Linked DNA regions of Xenopus tropicalis: region 1 is linked to region 2. The links are chromatin contacts, called in public Hi-C maps. All regions are on one chromosome and are shown on one strand. The core of a region is the stretch at or near the end of the contact, and the rest is flanking DNA. Distances in the headings are between cores, read along the strand shown.

Region 1 (5,133 bases), core at 1,643-4,142, 150 kb after region 2:
TAATACAATTTATAGACAAAAGCTTTTAACTATATTTTACCTTTATTAGCTTTAATTATTAATATTATAAATTCGTATTAAACCAATAAAGTTGACCAGTTTGCCTAAAAATATTTCAAAAATGTTCCTAAAATCCCGCGATTTTAAATTGCATTAAGCCCAAACATCACCAAGAATACTGCTATTATTACATTCTTATTTTTACAGATTTGTGCGTATTTTCTTCTTCTGTTATTGTTTAAACGGCCGTTTAAACGTCTTATAGCAAATTTAAAAATACAAATAACCAATGCCAAATAAATGCAATTCTAGTTTGAATCCTGATTTACTATGAATATTGGATTAGCAATTAGTATCGAGTCTGTCTCCAAAAACAAATAAAACAGCAATTCATTGTGCAGTCGGCCGTTACCTATCTAGATAAAGTTAATGTACAAGTATAGTACACACACAATAAATACAGACAATTACGAAATCAACAATTGAAACGTAGTAAAGCCAACACAAAATATTTTTTCCCTGCCAAAGTGTGTTCCATTTATTTTCATTTTACCAGTTACAGCTGGCGTAATTACAAATGGCACTAATTTGCTTTAGACTTAAGGGACACTTTTCCTTATTAATATTTTAAAATACATTTGCATTAAATTCCTAATTTTCTGCCCCTTTCCTTATTTATTTTATAGGCAATTTTCAAGAGTAGTCTCTACATGAAAGCTAGTATTTATTGGCAAGGAAAACACTGTCTATAATGGGGAGGAGAAGCAAGTTAAAAATGAAATCGTTATAATGGGGTTTCTTAGAGCAGACAGGTTGGTTGGTGAAGGTGTCATGGGGCTAAAAGTTGTGTCTGGCACCCAGGAGGTTAAGTGGCACATGTATGAAAAGTCTAAATGTGTCTCCTTTCTATAAATATATAGGTGTAGAGAAGATGTTGTTTGCACTGTACAGGCTCCTTAGATCAACAAGAGTCCCAGGTTAATTGAATTAGCATGAATAAGCAATGTCTGCTCATCCCCATTCGCTTCTTTTATCTGCCACTTGCTCCTAATATACAGTCATGCACTAACACTTAATATTGTGTGTCTATATATATATATATATACCCTGACGAAGGTTCCAGTAAAGAACCGAAACGTAGGACAATAAACCTCACCTAGTTGCATTCAACCATATTGTCTGTGATACATCCTTGTGAGAATCCTGTGAGTGCCGACATTCATTCACTTATATATATATATATATATATATATATATATATATATATATATATATATATATATATATATATATATATATATATATGTATATTATATATATGTATATTATTTTGCATGAGATACTTTTCGCTGCTTTATGGCATCTCACGTCTTTACCACTTTCGCCCCCTCAGTAGCTGAGACCTGACCCTGCAGCGACTAAACTGCTTCTCTTGCAGCGACTAAACTGCTTCTCTTGCAGCGACTAAACTGCTTCTCTTGCAGCGACTAAACTGCTTCTCCTGCAGCGACTAAACTGCTTCTCCTGCAGCGACTAAACTGCTTCTCCTGCAGCGACTAAACTGCTTCTCTTGCAGCGACTAAACGGCTTCTCATACAAAGACTAAACTGCTTCTCATACAACAACTAAACTGCATCTCCTGCAGCGACTAAACAAGCCAGTGCCTCCCCAGCACCTCAATAAGCCCCACAAGTCAATACGGAGAGGCAGGGTATGGATACCCCTGTGAGGCAATGGTGGGCTCCGATTTCCGTAGCATCTGGGGGTCTAGCAAAGCCGGGTATTCATGTTTAGCGACTCACTCGCATGCAACTAAGCCGGCTGCTTTCTGTGCATTTTCTACTGTATTTTGCAGAATTCTCTCTAATAAGTCTATTATTACACCCTATGCCATGTTCCCTCACAGACACAAACTGACCGGCACATACACTGCACATTCGCCTGGACTTGCACACACACTAACACACACACACACACACTAACACACACACACACACACACACACACTAACACACACACACACACATACACTAACATACACACACACAAACACTAACATACACACACACTAACATACACACACACAAACACTAACATACACACACACTAACATACACACACACAAACACTAACATACACACACACTAACATACACACACACAAACACTAACATACACACACACTAACATACACATAGTTAAACACTCTAACGCACACACACTTACAAGCCTACAAATACACTCAGAGACACACACACACACACACACACACACACACACAGGAACACACATTCCCTCTTACCCGGATACACAAAGGTACACTATAACACACACACAAGCACCTACTGTTGCACACACACACGGTACAGATACACCTTTACACACACATTTACACCCTGGTCTCTCTGACACATACACAGGTACATTGTACACAAATATACACTTACTATTGTGCACCATAGACAAACACACACACTCTCATGCAGAGACTGAAAGCAAAGCTCCCTTGCAGAGGTGCCATTGGGAAGGAAGGCTGTAGAGGTACCTACCTACAGGAGGCTGATACCCAGGAGACGTGTTTAGTCCAATATGTCCACAACAGACCACCAATTTCTCTGCCTTTTCATTAGTTCCAAGCAATGGGCCCACCATGGAGAGTCAGAAAAGCTTCCATTCTCTTGGGCCAGTGGAAGGATTCATGCCGGTCGGTAGGTCGGGCTGAGTGGGTGCTGAGTGGGTGCAGGGGGAGCTTTACTGTAACAGTGAGAGATCAGTCCTGGGGTTACAGCTCTGTCCCTTTGGCTCTCACTTTCCCCTTTCCCTCTCTGCTGCTTCTCCCCTTACAAAGTTTAGTGCAACTCTGAGGGCAGCCTCTGAGATCCATCACATTTCAGCTCTCTGTGCCTTGGACTTTTAGCCACGCCTCCCCCTTGCCGCCCCTCCCACTCATGGGAACGTTCTACAGTTGCCTCTCGCTGTGGCCCCGCCCCCTCTCGCTGCGCCCTCTCTTCCCTGCGCTGAGTGTTTACTTGTGTTTGGATAGCAACTGAGTTTTAAAGGGGAAATTCTGCTTTCCGCACTACTCAACCTAAAGTGCCCTTTGCCTTTAGAAATCCACCTCCATAGTTTCTATATATACATAAAAGTCACATCTTTATACCACTAATATTTCCTGGGAGAAGCTATTTATACTTAAACGTAGAATAGACTTCATTTAGCCATGGGAGGCGGGAAGATGTGGAAATGCTTAGTCGGAATTATTATTTCAAAAAGTTTTCTTCATATTTTTGTAACAAGTCAAGCAACACTGCCCTTTTTTAATGAACATTTAATGAGACTAATTACAGAATAACTTTTGTTGTTGTTGCTAATCCTTGTTCAGTGGGTGTCCGTGTGTGTATCACACATAAGTGAATATAGCTGATTAAATGCAGAATTTCCCCTAGGAATGATCTCTTACATATCATTTATAAGGGGGTGTGGGAGCCCAGGGGTTTTTTAGAGACTGCACTTGTGCATAATCCCCACTAACATCATTAATCAGCATCTAACAGTTACATATGAGCTCTTAATAGAGAGTCGAAAAGTGATAAAACTGGTTAATGTCGTTCCCCAGATAATGCAATTAAATATATCATATTCTAACCAATGTAACCGCATCAAACTCGCACAGTAAAACCATATGTTTCCCCAGGATTCCTCAGCTTCTTGCATCTATGTCTGCAGCAGGTCAATTACTCTCTATAGATTTCAACAAAATTGTAATGTGTTCGCCTTTCCAACAATTACTGTGAAATTATAATGTGCATGTAATATAGTTGCACATTTTTCCCTAACCATGTAGAGATGTAGGAAACTGGAAAACGCTGTCGCAGAGTAACACAGCGACAAACACGCCACGCAGGTAAATATTTCGTATTATTACATATTGTATTTTGTTACAGACTTATAATTATGTACATGCTAACACACATACAGAATAATGGGTTCATGCATTTTTTATGGTTTTAGGAATCGAGATTTCATAGGAAATATTTGTAAATTGGATTATTTTCCAACAAAAACCACGAACATTGTTAATAAGGAGGCTACCAAACGAAGTTTTAAAAAACGCTATTGTTTTTTTATACTGGGTACATGTAATTTCCATTGGGCGTTTTTAATTATTGGCATTTTATTTCAATAATTTATTTTCCGCAAAATCTGCAGTAATGTTATAGTATATATTGGTGCAACCGTGTTGTGGCACAGAGATACTAAAAAATACACATTTGATTTAATGTAAACTGTGATTTGTAGGGGGACAATTGTGTTAGCCTTCTAATTTCTGTAAGGACTTGTTAGTGTAGTGTGAGAACTAATACGATGTATGTCCTCTGGGCTGGCAGAAAGGACTTTAATAACAGATCTCCAAATACAGATCAGCACCCAGAAATACAGTGGGGTTTAGCAAAGGATGGGGACAATTCCAGGGCACCCATTTTGCACATAATATTCATTGAACAGAGAATACTGCTTATATTGTGTTATCTGTGCGATGAAATCGCTTCTATAGATACATGCTCAGCTTATTAACCCGGGGGTATAGATCTCAGCTCAACATATTTCTTTACTTCTTTGCAGCAGCCTTATTTTCTAATTTGGCTGCACAGATTGGTATCCAGAGCCAAGTACCCCAGATACATTCCCCCCGGTTATATATAGTTATATGCAACTGTAAATGTGTGGGCGGCGTGTAAACACTTACAGAGGGTATATACATTGCAGAAAAAAATGTCATCGGTCCCAAATATTTGTGAAAAAGAATATGGTTATTTTATTCGAAACGTTATACATTTTGATGTAAAGATAAATTATTTTTTCAGAAATAATTTATCAGAAAAATATGTGTGTGTTCATATTAACTCTCTGGCTGCCGTTGCAGGGCAGGCTGGACTCGTTTCTAGCTCTGTTGCATTTCCTATTACATAATGTACAAGAATGTGCGTTCTCTCAGTAATTTAATCGGATGATTCTTCATAACCACAAGCCATATTAATTAAATGTTCCTTTTTCCTACAGCGACACTCAGCTATGAATGCAGCAGTTATAGTTTATGTCTATTCTCTAGTCTGGTGCTGCAGCGCTGAGTGGG
Region 2 (4,887 bases), core at 1,509-4,008:
ACCAAAATGGAGAAGCTCTTTTTACCCTCAAGAAATGACAAAAACATAGGTAATTTGTAATTAAACAACAGGAAAAAAGTATGTTTGGCACACACCCTGTTCATTGCAGTAATGTTGACGAAAAAGGTATGCTGTCCCTTTAGTTTAAAATATATTGAACATTCACTATGAATACAAGAGCAAAATATTTAGCCATCTCACAAAATCTTGAAGCAAAGACAAAAAATGTAAGATACCTTTAGTCCTTAAACTTTAAATATCTCGGGTTCTTATAGTTATTTAACAGAAGATCAGCAATGGATTTCAAGAGAGTGAGATGTATAAAACCTGTATGGATTAAGGAGAAGAACCTTTGTGCATTTATTGTTAATGGGCCCATCCAGTGTAAAAATCATGCATAGGAGAGTGTGCATTAGTTCCCAACTGTTGGGTTAATCTCCTGAAGAAAGACCATTCTTTTTCATACTGCGCTGCTACAGGAAATTCTTAAAGCTGCAGAAAAACTGCACGAAATGGATTAGAAGACTGTGAAAAGGGGATCAGAAATAAACTGCAGACATTATTCAGGTCTAGTTGAAGACAGACGGTCACATCAAAGTACAAGCTGTAAGACTGCTTGAAATCGGCTACAGATTTACCAATTTAGAGCAAAGGCAGTACATTATTTCTCTTCACCTGTTTTCCTGTCAAACCTTTTTTCATCAGTTCATTTTACACAGCTTATCTTTTGTCTGTTCGCCACAGTTCAAAGTTAGGCATAATACCAAACCATGCAAAAGCACATTGACTTCAAGCGCAACAAGAGTTAACCCTCACAAGAAGCAACACCTCAGGCTCTCTGTACAATTCCACTGGATATATGTACTATACCAGGGGTGAGCAAACTACGGCCCACGGGCCACGTCCAGCCCCTTGGTCTGTTTAATCCGGCCCGCCGACTCAGCAAGTCTCATCGTCTGGGACTGACTCTGGGACTGACTCTGGGACTGACTCTGGGACTGACTCTGGGACTGACTCTGGGACTGACTCTGGGACTGACTCTGGGACTGACTCTGGGACTGACTCTGGGACTGACTCTGGGACTGACTCTGGGACTGACTCTGGGACTGACTCTGGGACTGACTCTGGGACTGACTCTGGGACTGACTCTGGGACTGACTCTGGGACTGACTCTGGGACTGACGAGTGAAAACGGCGTAACACTGGCCCGGCCCGGCTGTCAATGTGGCCCCTGAGCGAAAAAATTTGCCCACCCCTGTACTATACCATTTATATTCATATTATGAAAAGGTTGAAGACCTTTAATTTAACTTTTAGTAGGATGTAGAGAATCCTATTCTGAGACAGTTTGTAATTGTTCTTTGTTTTGGGTTTTTTGTGCTTTTTGTAGTGTTTTGTTCTTTTGTTCAGTGGTTTTACAGTTGCTAGGGCCCAAGAGGAATATGAGTAGAGGAGGGCCTAAAAAGAAAGATAAGTGATAAAAGACAACAATAAAAATAAAATTGTAGAGCAATGTTTTTTTGGCTGTTGGATCAACCCTATCTAAAAGCTGGAAAGAGTCAGAAGAGGGAAATAATTACAAAAATATTTATATAAAAATAAAGAAAGACCAATTAAAACTTGCTAGGAATAGGCCATTATTTAACATACTAAAAGTGAGCCACCCCCTTTAACATTTATTTATAATACACATACATTCTTCAGGGCTGTAAATAGATGGGAATACATATCAAACATACAGATTTCATACAAATATTGACTGATACAGAGTTAAGGTGGACCTACTCAAAAGAGCCAAAAATCTAAAACAAAGAAGGGGGTATAAGACATGTTGCAGGGATTGGCAAAATCAAAAGTGATCAAAGTAATGGATGTGGCATTGCACTTGCAAGTGGCCGTGACAATACAGTATATAATGAAGGACAACTAGGGTGGATGGAAATAAGATAGAAAAAAAAATTATTTAAAGTCTGATGAAATATGGGAGGGATTACCAGAGAAGGAGCTCTACAGGATTCTTAAATGCATGTATGTAAAGAGGTAATGAGTATAAAGTTAGAAGCAGAAGTTCATAATGCAGTTTGGTAGGTACTTGGTAGGGAAGAGTTGGTCAGGGTAATTTGTTTGAATTGTATTCTAAAAGCTATTGGAAACCAGTGTTGAGACCTGAGGAATGGCAAGGCTAACAAAGAGTGGTTGCAAATACATGCTCAGATCTGGTCGGGCAGTTTGACAACCATATTGCTTGACTATCTGGGCAGGTATGGCCAATCATGCTAGCCCCAGACAAAACTTTAGTGTGTTGATTAAATTATACAGGGTGGGCCATCCATTCCCACCATATTAAGGTGTATCCATATAAATGGCCCACCCTGTATATTGTTTTATCATTTTTATTTGATCCTAGCACATCACTGACATTTTATTCAGTGAGCATAGTGATATAAATACGACCTCTATGACAATGTAAGAGGTTGGGCAAAGCATATGTAAGCATTCTGTTGGTAGCAGAGAGCTCCTGGAACACTCCAAACATAGATATAGGGATAAGCAGAAGCTGACAGCAGATAATGACCAATTGGCTGAACCTAATCTGCCCGCTTTACATACTTGCTCTAATACTGCACACCCCGCTTGATCTTTTGCTTTGATCTCTTTCTAAGGATTGCAAAAGAAATCAGGTGCTAGTGAGAAAAGGCCGGACCCTTGCATGCCTGGGGAGGAAGGCTACGCCACATAGTGAGCTGGGCTGAGGCAATTACAACTAACTTATCTCTTCAGTGTCAAGGATGCTAATATGCATGCAAAGGAGTGGGCATCATCCATCCTGGGAGATAAGATTTAATGAAAGCTTTTGTACAGTGTGACCCTTAAAGCAAACAAGGAAGTGACAGTAGATAAGCTTAGCAAGCACGTGAGACTTTCAGCCTGGAATTGCAATCTAGTGAAAGCAAACAGCAATGGGACACCTTCTCTGCAACATTTAACATCTCCATAACAAAACAAACAAGTACATTAGCTTTTTTTTACCCTGTCTGCTGTCAAAAAGCAGGTCATTTACACACAGAATGTGCTGTGTCCTTCTCCCTCTCAGCAAAACATTTATAGTACAGGGGAAAAAACAAATGTTATCATTAGATTTATAAGCTACTCTTTTAGGGCTTTGGCAGACGAGGAGACAAGTCGCCTGCGACAATCTCCCCGGAAGTTGCCTTGAGAGGAAAGTCCGCGATTTCGGGGAAATCGTGGCGCCGCGTATGCCATCCCACCGGCGATTTACATTTTCGTCAATGGCATTTTGGGGAGATTAGTCGCCCGCGACAAGGGAGATTTGTCGCGGGCGACAAATCATCTGGAAACCCATTATCCAAAAAGCTCCAAAAATTATCTCTCATAGTTTCCATTATGATCAAATAACTTTAAATTTTAAAAATGCTTCCTTTTTTCCCTTTAACAAAAATCAGTGCCTTGTACTTGATCTTAACTAATAAAAAAACCATCTTTACTGGAGGCAAAACAATACTATTGGGTTTAGGGTCAGACTGGGGTAAGGCCCACTTGCGCTGCTACCCCAGGAGCCCCAACCCCCTCTCCCCCACGTGCACACAAACCATATACTTACTTTGCCACTGTTGCAGGGGAGCAACAGGGAAGGGCAGGCGGGGATTGTGTTTGGGTCGGCAGAGCCCATCGGGTTTTTCCCATTGTCCCGCCAGCCTTGTCTGACCCTGATTGGGTTTAATTAAAGTTTAAATTATTATTTTTTTTTTAAGACTTAAGGTAGTGATCCACAACTAGTGGCGTATGAGCAACATGTTGCTCACCACCCCTCTATGGTTGCTCCCAGTGGCCCCAAAGTAGGTGCCCATTTTTAATTTCCTGGCTTGGAGGCAAGTTTTGGAAGCACAAACACATGGTTATACTCCAAGAACTGCCCACATCAGGCTATCAAACAGCCAATCACAGCCCTTATTTGGCATCCCCAAAGAACTTTATTTATGCTTGTGTGGCTCACCAACACTTTTTATATCTGCATGTGGCTCACAAGTAAAACAAAAAGTTGGACATCCGAATTATGGAAACACCCCTTATCAGGAAAATTCCAGGTCCCAAGAATTCTGGAAAACAGGTCCCATACTTGTACTTTTCTTACAAGAGATAATGACTCCAGAAAAAAACTGCTTAAGCTGCTTGCCTGCATCAATGACATTAAGCCTTAAGGAGATAACTATCTAATAACTAGATCCCTAACTAATCATCAATTATATGCACCATAATGTGCCATTAAAAATGATCCTCCCATGTGCCAAATAAATTGCTTTACATGTACCCCTGCTCACTGTGAAAAAAAATCCAGGCAATTTCATGAATCACGACTGACAGGCAGGCATTTTACAAAGCCAATTACAAAATTCCGTTCTGAAGGGGAAACAAAATGTAGAATTTAAAACCACTGTGGGTCGAGTAAGTCGTATCAAGAAAAAAAAGACGACATCCAAGGTAATCAAATTTCAGGTTTATTATTTTCAATGCAAAAAAAAAAAAAAAACATGAAAAATCTAAGAGTCAGCAAAGCCTAATGATGCTAGTGTTGGTTTGGGGAGTTTGTGCAGGACACTCACGCACAATCGAATGGTCCTCTGCTGATTTATGTCAGAAATAAAGTTAGGATTTTCACTGCTAACTCAAAACATACCACCTGAGGGATTCCATAACAGTTCATAAAATGTCTTTGTTTTTTCTTTTTTTCATAGCGAAAAAAATCTAAGCTCAGGCAGCTTGTGCGTTGCTGCTTTCCCCCCACCAAGAAACAGAAGAACATATGTAGCATCACATGTGTATACTGTTAGAGGAGGGCGGAATGTAAAATCTGAAACTGCAAATAAA

What was found. Hi-C and Micro-C count contacts between places; a contact is called where the count stands out from the background.
Region 1: a contact with region 2 is called in a Hi-C map of neurula embryo, with 2.1 times the contacts expected there. The contact joins the promoter of osr2 here to the enhancer-like site in region 2. A contact is called at or near these places in 2 of 5 Hi-C or Micro-C datasets (gastrula embryo and neurula embryo).

Annotation. Positions count from the first base shown.
Region 1 is chr6:128,945,613-128,950,745 of UCB_Xtro_10.0, forward strand. osr2 (protein odd-skipped-related 2) reads right to left here and starts at 2,893. Exons shown (of 4, transcript XM_004915139.3): 1 at 2,549-2,893.
Region 2 is chr6:128,799,068-128,803,954 of UCB_Xtro_10.0, forward strand. The region is part of intron 16 of vps13b (vacuolar protein sorting-associated protein 13B); the gene reads right to left. Among named protein-coding and RNA genes, the nearest start is that of vps13b, 80 kb to the right of the region's middle. Within about 2 kb of position 2,759, at least 1 of the 11 cell types and tissues checked has an H3K27ac peak or open chromatin away from gene starts, as enhancers often do. A contact at or near this core is called in neurula embryo, where this site is marked.